Regions from separate parts of the Mus musculus genome. Here all the other regions are linked to region 1. The links are chromatin contacts, called in public promoter capture Hi-C maps. All regions are on one chromosome and are shown on one strand. The core of a region is the stretch at or near the end of the contact, and the rest is flanking DNA. Distances in the headings are between cores, read along the strand shown.

Region 1 (4,010 bases), core at 1,017-3,516:
TTTTTTGTTTGTTTGTTTGTTTTTTGAGACAGGATTTCTCTGTGTAGCCCTGCCTCACAAGTGCTGGGATTAAAGGCATGTGCTACCTGGTTCCTCCTATAACCTTGAAAAACTTTCTGTGGATCATCTATGACAGTCTAGGGAAGGCAAGGGTGAAATATTCGAGTTCTATCACTGTGGCTTACCAAAGTGGCAATTAAAACTGGAATGTGGCTCAGTTTAAGACTACTGACTGGTCTGTCATGCACAAAGCTGAGCTCAGTCCCCAGGACCACATAAACCAGATGTGACAGCAAATACTTATAATCCTAGAGTTCAGTAAGTAGAGGCAGGAGGGTCAGAAATGCTAGGGTCATACTCTTCCCTCTACATAGTGGGCTGTTCTAGGCCAGCCTGGGCTACATAAGATCCTAATTCAACTGGGGACGAGGGAGAGACATTCTAGGTGGAAGATGCAGAGGAATGTCCTGAGAGCTCTAGCTTGCCCTGACACCTTTCTGCATCCCCACTCTGCTTCCTCACAGCCAGGAAGTGAACATATGTGCTCCGGCAGACCCTTCTGTAGTGGTGCTCTGCCTTACCCCAAGCCCAGGAACAATGAATTCAGCTGAGCATGGACTCAACTTCTGACCCATTAAGTCACAGTGAGCCGTATGTACTGTTCACAATTTCAGAGTATCTCACAGTTCAGTCAGGAATGAAATCGGTGCTCCAGCATTTTCGAAACCCAAGATCCCAAAATCTGAAGTGCTTGAATGTCTGCCCCTAACAACTAAGCATTCACCCAAATGTCCCTCGTGCTGAGATGGAAAAACATAGCTAAAGTATAAAATGGCATTTTGTGGGGAGGATCTAAAGAATATTTTGAGATTAGCTTTTCACGAGCAGGAGAGATGAATCAGAAGAGTGCTTCCTGTTTCTCTAGAAGACTGACCTGTGTTACGTGCCCAGTACCCACATTAGGCAACATACAACAGCACGTGATTCCAGTTCCAGGGGTCTACTACCTTGTTCTGTGCTCCTTGATCACCCCTACACGTGTGGCATACACTCATACACATAGTCACACACAGGAAACAAAAATAAAAAGAAACTAGACTTTTTACACTGACAATGATTGTAGATTGTATTCTAAAAGGCACACGCGAGCTCTGTTTCAATTAAGCTAGGAATGATGGTCCACACCTTTAATCCCTGAACTTTGGAGGTACAGTAAAAGTGGATCTCTGTGAGTTAAAGGTCAGTCTGGTATAATATATAATGAGTTCAAGTCAGATAGGGACACACAGTGAGACTCTACCTTTAAGAAAAAAAAAAATCAAACTGTATCTCAAAACCAGTAATAAGTATCAAGAGTATTTATTTTTTCCAAGGTGCCTTCTCATGGACCTAACATATTCAAATATAGGGGCCATTCTCATTCAAAGTGTGTGTGTGTAGACAACCAGGCTGTATTCTCTGAATCATCACGACTGGGCACGCGGGCACGTTAATGCAGATGCCTAGAACATGGCATCAGATCACTTGAAGCTAGAGCTACAGATGGTTGTGAGCCCCCTCTATATGGGGTCCTGGGAACTGAGTTCATTCTCTGGAAGAGCAGCTCAGGGTCTTAAACACTAAGCCATCTCTCTGGTGCCATGCAGAGTCCACTCGAGTCTCACCTGCGGAGAGGCCCGATCCAGTGCTCTTTGCAGAGTCCGCGCCAAGGCCGCAGCCTCCTCCCCACTTTCAGGGCTGTGGTCCCGCACGTAGGCCTGGAGCTCCTGGGGCAGGATGGTGAGGAATTGCTCCAGCACCAACAGCTCCATGATCTGCTCCTTGGAGAGCAGCTCGGGCCTCAGCCACCTCCGACAGAGCTCCCAAAGTCGGCTCAGCGCCTCCTCAGGGCCGGCCACTTCCTGGTAGCGCAACTGCCTGAATTGTTTTCGAGAAGTTTCGGGGTTCTGCCAATCTCCGGAACCGGAGGACTCCTGATTCCCCGGAGAGTCCTCCTCCACCTTCACCGTACAAAGCCCAGCACCGAGAGGTGGCGGGACGACCCCAGAGCCTGCAGCCATTGGAGCCTCTGGACCGTCCAGGTCGAGCTTGTTTTCTAGAAGAGCAAAGCCCAATGACTTCACGGACCTTTTCTGAAACCGAGGCGGAGTGCTACCCTCTTCCAAAAACGAGGCCCAGAAAAGGCCACTACGGACACAGCACACACGCGAACCCGGTCTTCTCAGTTCTCATTTCGGCAGGTGACAGAAAAACAAACCGAAGCGGAAGTGCGTAATTAACCCCGCCTCTGGGAAGAGGCCTCGCCTGCGTAAGGTCTTTCTAAGCGCCCTGGAGGACTAAGATGCATCTCTATGGTTCGCCTTTCTTATTTTACTAAAGGGGCCGCAGGCCACGTCATGACAGTCATGACAGATTGGATGGATGGATGGATGGATGGATGGATGGATGGATGGATGGATGGATGGATGGATGGATGGATGGATGGATGGATGGATGGATGGATTAGATAGATAGGGGGTCCTACACAGAGAAAAAAATTGTCTTGAAAAAAATAAATATAAATAAATAAATTTTAAAAAAAAGATGGATTGGTGAGATGGTTCAGCGGTTAAAGACACAGGCTGCTCTTTTAGAGGATCTAGGTTTAATTACTGGCTCCCACAACATGGTGCAGGTCAAACAGCCATAAATAAAGTAAAACTATATCTATATCTACATCTATCTATCTATATACACATGTATATTTTTCTTTTAATTACTTAAAAATTGTTTTTGACTCTTTGAGACAGGGTTTTTTTGTATAGTCCCGGCTATGGAAACTAGCTCTGGGAACTAGACTGGCCTCGAACTCACAGAGATCTGCCTGCCTCTGCCTCCCCAGTTCTGGATTTAAAACCTTGTGCCACAACAGACAGGTAAAATAAATAAATCACGTTAAACCAAAACCAAAAACACCCCAGAGAACCAGAGTTTAGTTCTGACACCACAGGAACAAGCACACTTACTCTAATCCCAAGAGATCTGACTGCCCTCTTCTGGCATCCTGTGGCCAGTAGGCACACTTGTGATGCATAGATATAATTCAGGCAAGACACTGTACACGTTAAAAAACAAAAAACTCCATCACTCAGGAGGCAGAGGCAGGAAAATCTCTCAGTTTGAGGCCAGCCTGGTCTAGAGAGAAATTCTAGGGTAGCCAGGGTTACATAGAGAAACCCTGCCTGAAAAAACAAACAAATAATTTGAAGTGCATTAGTGGCACACACCTTTAATTTCAGAACTCAGAAGGTAGAGGCAGGCGGGTCTCTGTGAGTTCTAGGGAAGCCTGGCCTACGAGAGTTCCGGGCCAGCCAGAGGCCAGAAAGAGGGCATCGGATACCCTAGAACTAGAATTACTGAAGGTTGTGAACCACAGGAGTGATTTAGAGTGAGATGGCCCGCTAGACAGTCCCGGGTACACCTCAAAATACAGTTTGCTTCAGTCGTGGATTTGAGAGATGCCCTTCCCTCCGCCCCCAGTGTTGTGACCTTAGTTCTGTAACTAGGTCTTCCACTGATGGCAGGGGTTGCAATTCCACGGTAGTCTGTTTTGGTGGGCCCCTGAAGTGTGACAACAGGTTCTCTGATACTACCAGTATTCGAAGGACTTGGAAAATGATGAAAACGCCTCAAGAGAGGGGTAGATAATTTAAAATGGGATTTACAATTTAGGGTAACAGGCTTTAAGCAAAACTTCTGTCTTCAAACTATTGTTTCTCCCCAGCCGCCTGGCTGCCATGCTCTGGGCGCATCTTTCAGCTTTTCAGCCGATACAGCAACAGGCGCTTTTTTCCCTCTGCTGCATTCGTTTTGTTTGTTTTGTTTTTCTCTTTTTTTCTTCCTTTTTCTCTCTCTTTCTTCCCTCTGCTGCATTCGTTTTGTCTCTTTCTTTCCCTTCCTTCCTTCCTTCCTTCCTTCCTTCCTTCCTTCCTTCCTCCCTTCCTTCCTTCCTTCCTTCCTTCCTTCCTTCC
Region 2 (4,010 bases), core at 665-3,164, about 35 Mb before region 1:
GAAACTCCAAAGTAGATGCTGTCACACCACCCACACATACCATGAAAGCCCGCCTTCATGGTCTTCAGCATCTCAGAAAATTTTATGACCTTGTGACTCGGGTCAAAACCCAGGCATCATCCTTCTTCTCTCGAAGAGCAACTGCATTCTACGTGACAAGAATGAGCTCTGTTCCCACAGCCAGAGTTTGTGCCTGAGCCAGTACTTAACTCTGATCACTGTAGCCTTTGACATCTTTGAAAGATCTGCCTTTCCATTGTCACAGACCCTATGTGGCCATTCTCTAGGCTCACACCGATCTCCCCTCCTCGTGCTACTCGTATTTAACACTCTCCTAGATCTTCATCATGCTCAAACCTCTCGGGCAGGTTTGAAGCATCTTTCCACAGCTATGTTTTCTTTAGAAATTGACTCAGATTGATGAGATGTCTCTACATTTTTTTTAAAAAATTATTATTGTGTATGTATGTGATATGTGTAAATATATATGGTGAGTGTATTAAAGTGCACACGTTGAGATTAGAGGCCAACTTGTAGAGTTGGTTCACTTCTTCCACCACTATATAAGCTTCAAATTGCCAGTCTTATGCTGCAAGTGACCTTGCTTGCTGAGCCACTCACCAGGTTCAGAGAGGTCCTTTCTCAATAATCCATAAGATTGCAGAATGTCTACCCACCTGTCTCTTTATTCAGCTCTGACATCATCTACTCTCTTGTATGTCTGTTTTTTACTATTTCCCTCCAAGAAGTAAGTTTCCTGAAAGCAGACAGCATCTGGCAAAGTCCTTGGCACACAACAGTCCTCAGTAGATACAGCAGGTTCCCCCATCAACCCCTGGACATATAAAGCTGGGACCCTGTCAGTCCTTTTGTCTACCTCAAGACCCTTCAAATTTGTTCATTGACTGATGAGCAGAAACAAAAGGGAAATATCCAAACAATAGGATATTAGCAATAAGAACGAAGCACTAAAAGATGTACAACATGGATACAATTTGAAAAAGAACTCAAAGCTATACAGTATATGAACCCTATTGGTATGAAATGTACAGGCAAGGACACTCAGAAACAGAAATAATGATAAAATCGTAAACAGGAGCAAACTTTACAGCATGTAAATTATATCTTTGTAAAGCTTTGGTCATTTTTATTTGGGGTTGGAAATGTAGCTTGGAGGTGGGGAGGTTACTAGACATGTTCAAGGCCCAGGATACAATCTCGAGCACTGAAAACAAAATGTATACTTAGCATTTTCCCCATGTAGCAGTGGCAATAGTTTAATATTGTGTTGTGAGAACTTCCTCTCCTTTCCTATCTTCACATACTAGAGACTGAACCCAAGAGTTCTGAACTACACCGCAGACGTCTTTTTACCTTTTAAGACAAGTCCCACTTTATAGTCCAGTCAGTCCTCGAGCTTGTGATACTTGTCAGACTTCCTCGTGGCTGGCAATGCAGTCGCGTGGCGCAGTGTCCGGCCATGTATAACACTGGCAATAATACAAACAAGACTGACAAACACTTAGGAACAAGTTGTCAGAACTGTGGTGGAGGCGGTGTCTGGCGGGGAAGCCACGCCCCGGGGGCGTGGCCACGTGGATCGTCATACCCACCAGTCAGAAGGCCGCGAGGGGCGGGAGCGTGGCGAGTCCAACGTCACTACCACCGGAAGCGTTTTTCTTTTTTTGGGGGGGGGGGGAGGGTTGTCCTGATTTCGTCTCTTAGGCTGGAAGTTGTTCCTCTGAAGGGAAGGCACACAAAATTTTAAGTCCACTTTCTGAAGGATATCTCAATCTGTCCGGAGATCCATACCAACCCCAATTTGAAAGTGGCTACTGGCCGCTGAGGGCAGCCTCTCTTCCGGAACGAAGACCTCGCGGACCGTTTGTTTCCGGGGGGTTGCCCGAGACTGGTACCCTGTTGCGCCCCGCCCCTTGCACAGCCACGTCCTACCGGAGCCGCAGGGTTGGGCCGGAACCGGTGAGGGTTTTGGGGGCTATTACTGAGGAGGGTCGGGACCTTGTGGCAGAGGACCGTGGAGGAACTGTTGGGGCAACCCTGGCCGCGCCCAGAGAGGCGTACAGGGGCAAGGCGGATGCAGAGTCCGGTGAGGGTCGCGCAGACTTTGGGTCAGCCGCGGTCAGCTCAAGTCAGTTTTTGCTTTTACTCCGTGGGGTTGGAAACCTGCCTCGCAGCTGGGTTGTCAGTAAATGCAGAGACTGCTTCTGCACCCACGGAATGCGGTCTGCCCTGAGAGCGTTGCTACTGCTGCTTGGTTGGGTCAGCGTGTTTGAAGTCTGCTCCTTTTGCAGTTGATGACGAACGTGACATGGTGGCAAGTCGTACAGTGCGTGGGGGACTTAGGTTGTTTTGATTCTGGTGCTCAGAGGTGTTTGCTGAACATGGTCAGTGGAGTCAGTGACCAGAGAGAGCTAGGCGAACAGCTTACCACCTTCCCACGGGCGCTTACTGAATGTTTATAGAAAAAGAGGCCCTGTTTGTAAAAGGTCCCAGGATACAGTAGTGTTTTGGTCTCTGTTTTCATCACTTTCTGGTGGAGGTATACTGACAACTCAAAACAGTTGAGAGGATTAGGTTTGTGCAACCTTCGGAAGAGTTTACCTTTGAGTCAAGACAGGCCTCCATGACAAGAATCGTTTGTGCAAAATTATTGAGAGGAATGTCTCAAGAAAAGTGAACAAGAAGTGTAGAGACCCTATGGAGAGTCAGTTGTACTTCTGGATGCATGATATAGCCAGATAATGAAAAAAGACACAGCATGTGAGGGGTACAGACATAAGTAGGAACCCAATTAAAGTGGTCTCCGGTCGAGGCTAAGAAGTTTGTATTTTATTGTCAGTAGGACACTGTAAACCATTTACAAATGCCGCCTGACTTTTATAGTCCGTTAATGACTCAGATACAGTGTACCTTGAATGGAAAGAAAAGGAAAAGCCTGGATAGGGTGGCACATGTCTGTTATACCAGCTCTTGGGAAGTCAAGACAGGAAGACCTCAGCCAGCTTGAGGCCCATGCTACATAGCAATATTCTGTCTAAAAAATCCAAAAGCAGATCGGAAAGACTTCTGAGTGGTTGAATGTTATAGAGTCTGATGACCTGAGTTCCCTGGGAGCCCTGTGGTGGAAGGAAAGCATCCACTCTTCAGTTGTCCTCTGCCCTCCACACAACTGTGCGTATGAACACAGACACAAATCTGGAAAATCTTGTTTCTTCCCTATTTCTTATAAAAGAAAGGAAACAGAAGAAATGAAAGTTGCTCAGATTTAAAAATAGCTGGGTTTTGGCCAATTGCTTTAAGTAGTGTTTTTTTTTTTTCTCTCTCAAGTGAGAATATAACTGCAATTTGGCTCTTTCAACAGCTGTTGAAAGGAGAATTAATTACACTTGTTTAGCAGAGACCCTATATCTTATTGTAGTCAATCCTAGCAAAATTTTTGTATTTATTTTCTCTGTGTTTTGTTTTGTTTTGTTTTTCGAGACAGGGTTTCTCTGTATAGCCCTGGCTGTCCTGGAACTCACTCTGTAGACCAGGCTGGCCTCGAACTCAGAAATCCACCTGCCTCTGCCTCCCGAGTGCTGGGATTAAAGGCGTGATCCACCATGCCCGGCTTTATTTTCTCTGTGTTTTTATTGATGAGGAAATAAGCTAAGAGTGGCTCAGAAATCTACCTAACAAGGTCTTACAGCCAAATGGAAAAACAGGATTTGAGGCAAACGTGTTTAACTCAAAGCATGTGAATTATGTCCTTGCTGTACCTGAGGCTGGCCTTTGGTTTTCACTTACATAGAATGCTGTTTGCTGTTGTTCAATAGTGCAGCACCAACCAGACATCTTCAGGAAGCCAGCCCTGTTTTATCTTTGCCTGTGCGTCCTGTCTAGTTGATGATAACCTCAGTAATGGGGTAGCTGTTGTTTGTGGATCCTGTTTGTGAACTGCTGGGAAAGCTGGAAGCCTGTTGCACCTTAGATGGTCTCTTAATGCAAAA
Region 3 (4,010 bases), core at 850-3,349, about 35 Mb before region 1:
AGCAATCTTGACTTATACACCCCTCATCAAGTTTTCTAAACATTAAATTAGCATTTCCATATGCATTCCACTACCCTTTGTCCACTTTTGTATAACATTACTATCTCCATCAGGAAGGTCACAGTGGGCTTTCTCCACACTTACATACCTTTTCACTCTGAAAGTAGACCTCCTAGCCAGCTTGGTAGGCCTAGCTGCAACCCATAGACCATTATTCCTGGCCTGCTGTTTGTCCTAGCTTAGTTATATGTCTCCACCTGAAAACCTCAGGCTCCTGGATGCTGCTGTTCCCAATTCTCTCTACTGAATTCTCTACTATGGGCTGAGACCAACAGCATATAACATATGGCCAGATCTCTGAAAGTATAGTACATTTCTGGTAAGTCTTTGTTTTTGTTTTTGTTTTGTTTTGTTTTTCTGAGACAGGGTTTCTCTGTGTAGCCCTGGCTGTCCTGGAACTCACTCTGTAGACCAGGCTGGCCTCGAACTCAGATATCTGCCTGCCTCTGCCTCCCGAGTGCTGGGATTAAAGGCGTGCGCCACCACGCCCGGCAAGTCTTTGGTTTTGAAACAGGCTGGTCTTGAACTCAAGATCCTCAGCTGCCTAGGTTTCAAGTAAATGTTTTAGTTATAACACACAGATCTAACAGTCTTAATGAACAATGGTTATTTATTTATTAAAAGATTTATTCATTTTATGTATGAAAGTACACCATTGCTGTCTTCAGACACACCAGAAGAGGGCATCAGAACCCATTACAGATGGTTGTGAGCCACCATATGGTTGCTGGGAATTGAACTCAGGACCTCTGGAAGAGCAGTCAGTGATCTTAACCGCTGAGCCATCTTTTCAGCCCCCCACCCCACATGGTCTCTTTAAATAAACACAATTATGAAGCAAAAGACAAAACATTAAAAGTTGTTCTCCACTGCTCTATGACATATTCCTGTACCTGTTTCTTTAAGGAATTAATACTACTTTACCCATCTGCCTATAATTAAATTTAACTTATTTATCTTGGTTTTTTTGAGACAAGGTTTTGCTACTTAGTCTTGGATGCCTCTTGGGCTGGATCTATAGACCAGGGTGGCCTCGAACACAGATATCCACATGCTTCTGTCTGGAATTAAAGATGTGCACCACCACGCCCAGCTAAATACTGAAATACATCTAAATTAGCTTTCTAATCCTGGGGCTATAAAAATAACTGGAAATTCATCTTAGCATTTCTCAAGTCATCTAGTTTGGCTTCCCTGAGACTGTTCTGAGGAGTAAGTAACATCTTTAACTGAAGATATGACCTGAAGGGTATGTATATCTGACTCTTGGCTGGTAACCTGTAAATTGAACGTGTCGGGGCCTCCACTCAGGCCTTTTTAGGCCATTCCTCAGGCCACCCTCTCCGGATAGTGAGAATTGGTCTTACCAAGTTCTCACTGGCAGGAGGTAGGATACACATTTGAACAGAACAGGCCTCCATCCTCCACTCTGCCTTCTAAAGACCACTCAGAGTACATGTGAGAAGCCTCTACACCATCACGGGCTTCCATAGCTCATGATCTGTGGGCAGAAATTAATGTGACATGCTTGTAATCACATTTCTGCGAGCTCAAGGAGGCAGATCTCCAGCATAAGGCCAGTTTGGGGATATATAGTTAAGACTCAAAAAAGAAAAACAAAGGTTAGAAAAGGACTTCAAAAATTAAAATCAGCAGCCTGGCATGGTGGCTCACATCTTTAATCCCAGTGCTAGGTAGGCTTTCGCGTTATCCGTCGGAATGGTATAGGCATTCTGCCTGTATTCCAGAGAAAATCTTCATTAACAACAGGAGGCAGAGCTGGGCTTTCTGGCCGCCGTATTCATCCTCAGCCCCTATCAGTCAAGCACTATGGCCCCAGCTCTGCTGGCTTCGGGATGACACACAGTCTGGGTGACCCAGGAGCCCGCTCGCGCTCTCCAGCAGCGACAACTCGGGGCGGCGCACCTGAAGAGCGAGCCGCGCCAGGCAGCGCGCCGAGTCCGACTCAGGACCCCGACCAAGCTGCCCGCGCCACTGCCGGGCTGCGCTCGCGTTAATCAGGACCCCGGGCTGCCTCCGGAGCCGCCTGAGGCTGCGTTCCGGGCCGCGTTCTAGCCTGATCGTTGGGAAACGGGACGGCCCGCACTGCGCGCGCAGCCCGCCTGGTCTAACCACGGCCGGGCGGAGGAGGAGGCTTGGGGCAGGCGCGACTCCCGTGGCGAGGCGAGCGGTCTTCTGAGGGCCGGAGGCGGGAGCGACGCGGGCTGCATTTGCAGCGGCCGCGCTCAAGGCCTCGGCGCCGGCGGTGGCGATGCTGTGGCAGCGGCTGGCTGTGGTGGAGTGGGCGGCCCTGGCCTGGGAGCTCCTGGGCGCCTCGGTGCTGTTCATCGCCGTGCGCTGGCTGGTCCGCCGGCTAGAGAAGCGGCCGCGGGACCTGAACCGTTGCGGGACGCTCTCCTCTCCGCCCAGCGCGTCTGAAGCGGTGGCCGCACAGCCAGGTAAGGCAGCGTCAGTCGTGGGAGGAAAACCTCACTCTCCACGCCCCCTGGATACGGTAAGACCCTATCGCGGATATTTTGGAAACTTTTGATGAGAACCCACAGCCCTGTTAGCACTTCTTCTCTCCACCTCTCTAAACTGTAATCCCATGTTTACGAGGTATGTGTTTTGTTTTTGTTTTGTTTTTTAAGATTTCTTTAGAATTTTTTAAATTTATTTTTAAGATTTACTTATTTTATGTCTATGAGTATACACTGTAGCTGTGCAGATAGTTGTGAGCCTTCATCTGGTTGTTGGGAATTGAATTTAGGACCTCTGTTCGCTCGGGTCAACCCTGCTCGCTCACTCCGATCGGCCCCCCGCCCAAAGATTTATTTATTGTTATAAATAAGTACACTGTAGCTGTCTTCAGACGCACCAGAAGAGGGCGTCAGGTCTCTTGTTGTGAGCTACCATGTGGTTGTGAGATTTGAACTCAGGACCTTCGGAAAGAGCAGTCGGTGTGCTCTTTCACCAGCCCGAGGTATGTGTTCGTATGAAGCCACTTTTCACTAACGCTCACTTTCTCCTAAATCTAGTTCTTAGTGGAAGATGAAAAGTAATTCTTCTAGAAGGAAAATGACATTTTAAGCCATTAACTCAACTTTAGAACTTTAGAGATAACCCAACCCTAACAAGATCTTACGGGTAACAGAGGCTCCATTTGCTACTATGAACTTAAACACAATTTCATTTTTTAATTACTTAGGGCTGGGTATAAAACTCAAGGCGTGGCACATCTTGACAAGTCTTCTACCACTGACATACATATCAACCCTTTCTTAGCAGTCGTTGGTTTCTTGGGGGTTTTGTTTTCGTGTTTTTGTTTTTGTTTGTTTGTTTTTTGCTTAAGAAATGGGAACAGGAAGGTCAGGGTAATGCTGGTTATTTTTACATGGCCGTGGAGAAATGAAATGTTTGTGTTGTGACAACAGGGCCAATGCTTGTCTTTTGGGTTTTACATTCTCTTGACCCCGCTAAGAAAATAGCATGGTCTTATTGCAACTTGATGTGCCAGGGCTGGTTGATGGGGTGGAGAGGAACTGAGAGGAGAGGGAGGGCAAACTTTGGTCAGGATGTAAAACAAACAGTTGAGTGTTAAAAAAGGAAGTGGCACCGAAAGAGACTAGTCTCCGACTTGGAAATACACACACATATACACTTGTAGGTGCAGTTACAGGAAAGCACAAAGCAGTAAGGGCAACTTTAATAAATATAGTGTGCACTAGCCCGTTTACTCAGTGAACACTGTACGAAAAACTCAAGAGCAGGTCACAGTGAAAATCACCCAGTGCATGTGGCTAAAAGGGTATAGAGAGAGCCAAGACCAGTGTTTGCGGCATCTTGTTTCACTGAAAGATTCTTTTCAGTTTTTAGTTTTTCATTTTGAAGTCATTTTAGGTGTATAAAGGTTTATAAAACAATACAGAACAGTTCAACTCATGTACTAA

The links. Promoter capture Hi-C pulls out the DNA fragments that hold promoters and counts their contacts.
Region 2: a promoter capture Hi-C map of second pharyngeal arch cranial neural crest shows a contact between it and region 1. The contact joins the promoter of Golga3 here to the promoter of Zkscan14 in region 1. A contact is called at or near these places in 5 of 39 promoter capture datasets (cranial neural crest, frontonasal cranial neural crest, maxillary cranial neural crest and 2 more).
Region 3: a contact with region 1 is called in a promoter capture Hi-C map of cranial neural crest. The contact joins the promoter of Ankle2 here to the promoter of Zkscan14 in region 1. A contact is called at or near these places in 6 of 39 promoter capture datasets (the C10 cell line, cranial neural crest, frontonasal cranial neural crest and 3 more).

The regions. Positions count from the first base shown.
Region 1 is chr5:145,199,616-145,203,625 of GRCm38.p6, forward strand. It overlaps Zkscan14 (zinc finger with KRAB and SCAN domains 14), which reads right to left and starts at 2,267. Exons shown (of 3, transcript NM_023322.2): 1 at 1,665-2,267. The coding sequence starts at 2,060.
Region 2 is chr5:110,174,943-110,178,952 of GRCm38.p6, forward strand. It overlaps Golga3 (golgi autoantigen, golgin subfamily a, 3), which reads left to right and starts at 1,915. Exons shown (of 24, transcript NM_001347389.2): 1 at 1,915-1,980. It overlaps Gm15787 (predicted gene 15787), which reads right to left and starts at 1,562. Exons shown (of 3, transcript NR_040431.1): 1 at 1,375-1,562.
Region 3 is chr5:110,228,905-110,232,914 of GRCm38.p6, forward strand. Ankle2 (ankyrin repeat and LEM domain containing 2) reads left to right here and starts at 2,100. Exons shown (of 13, transcript NM_001253814.1): 1 at 2,100-2,519. The coding sequence starts at 2,333.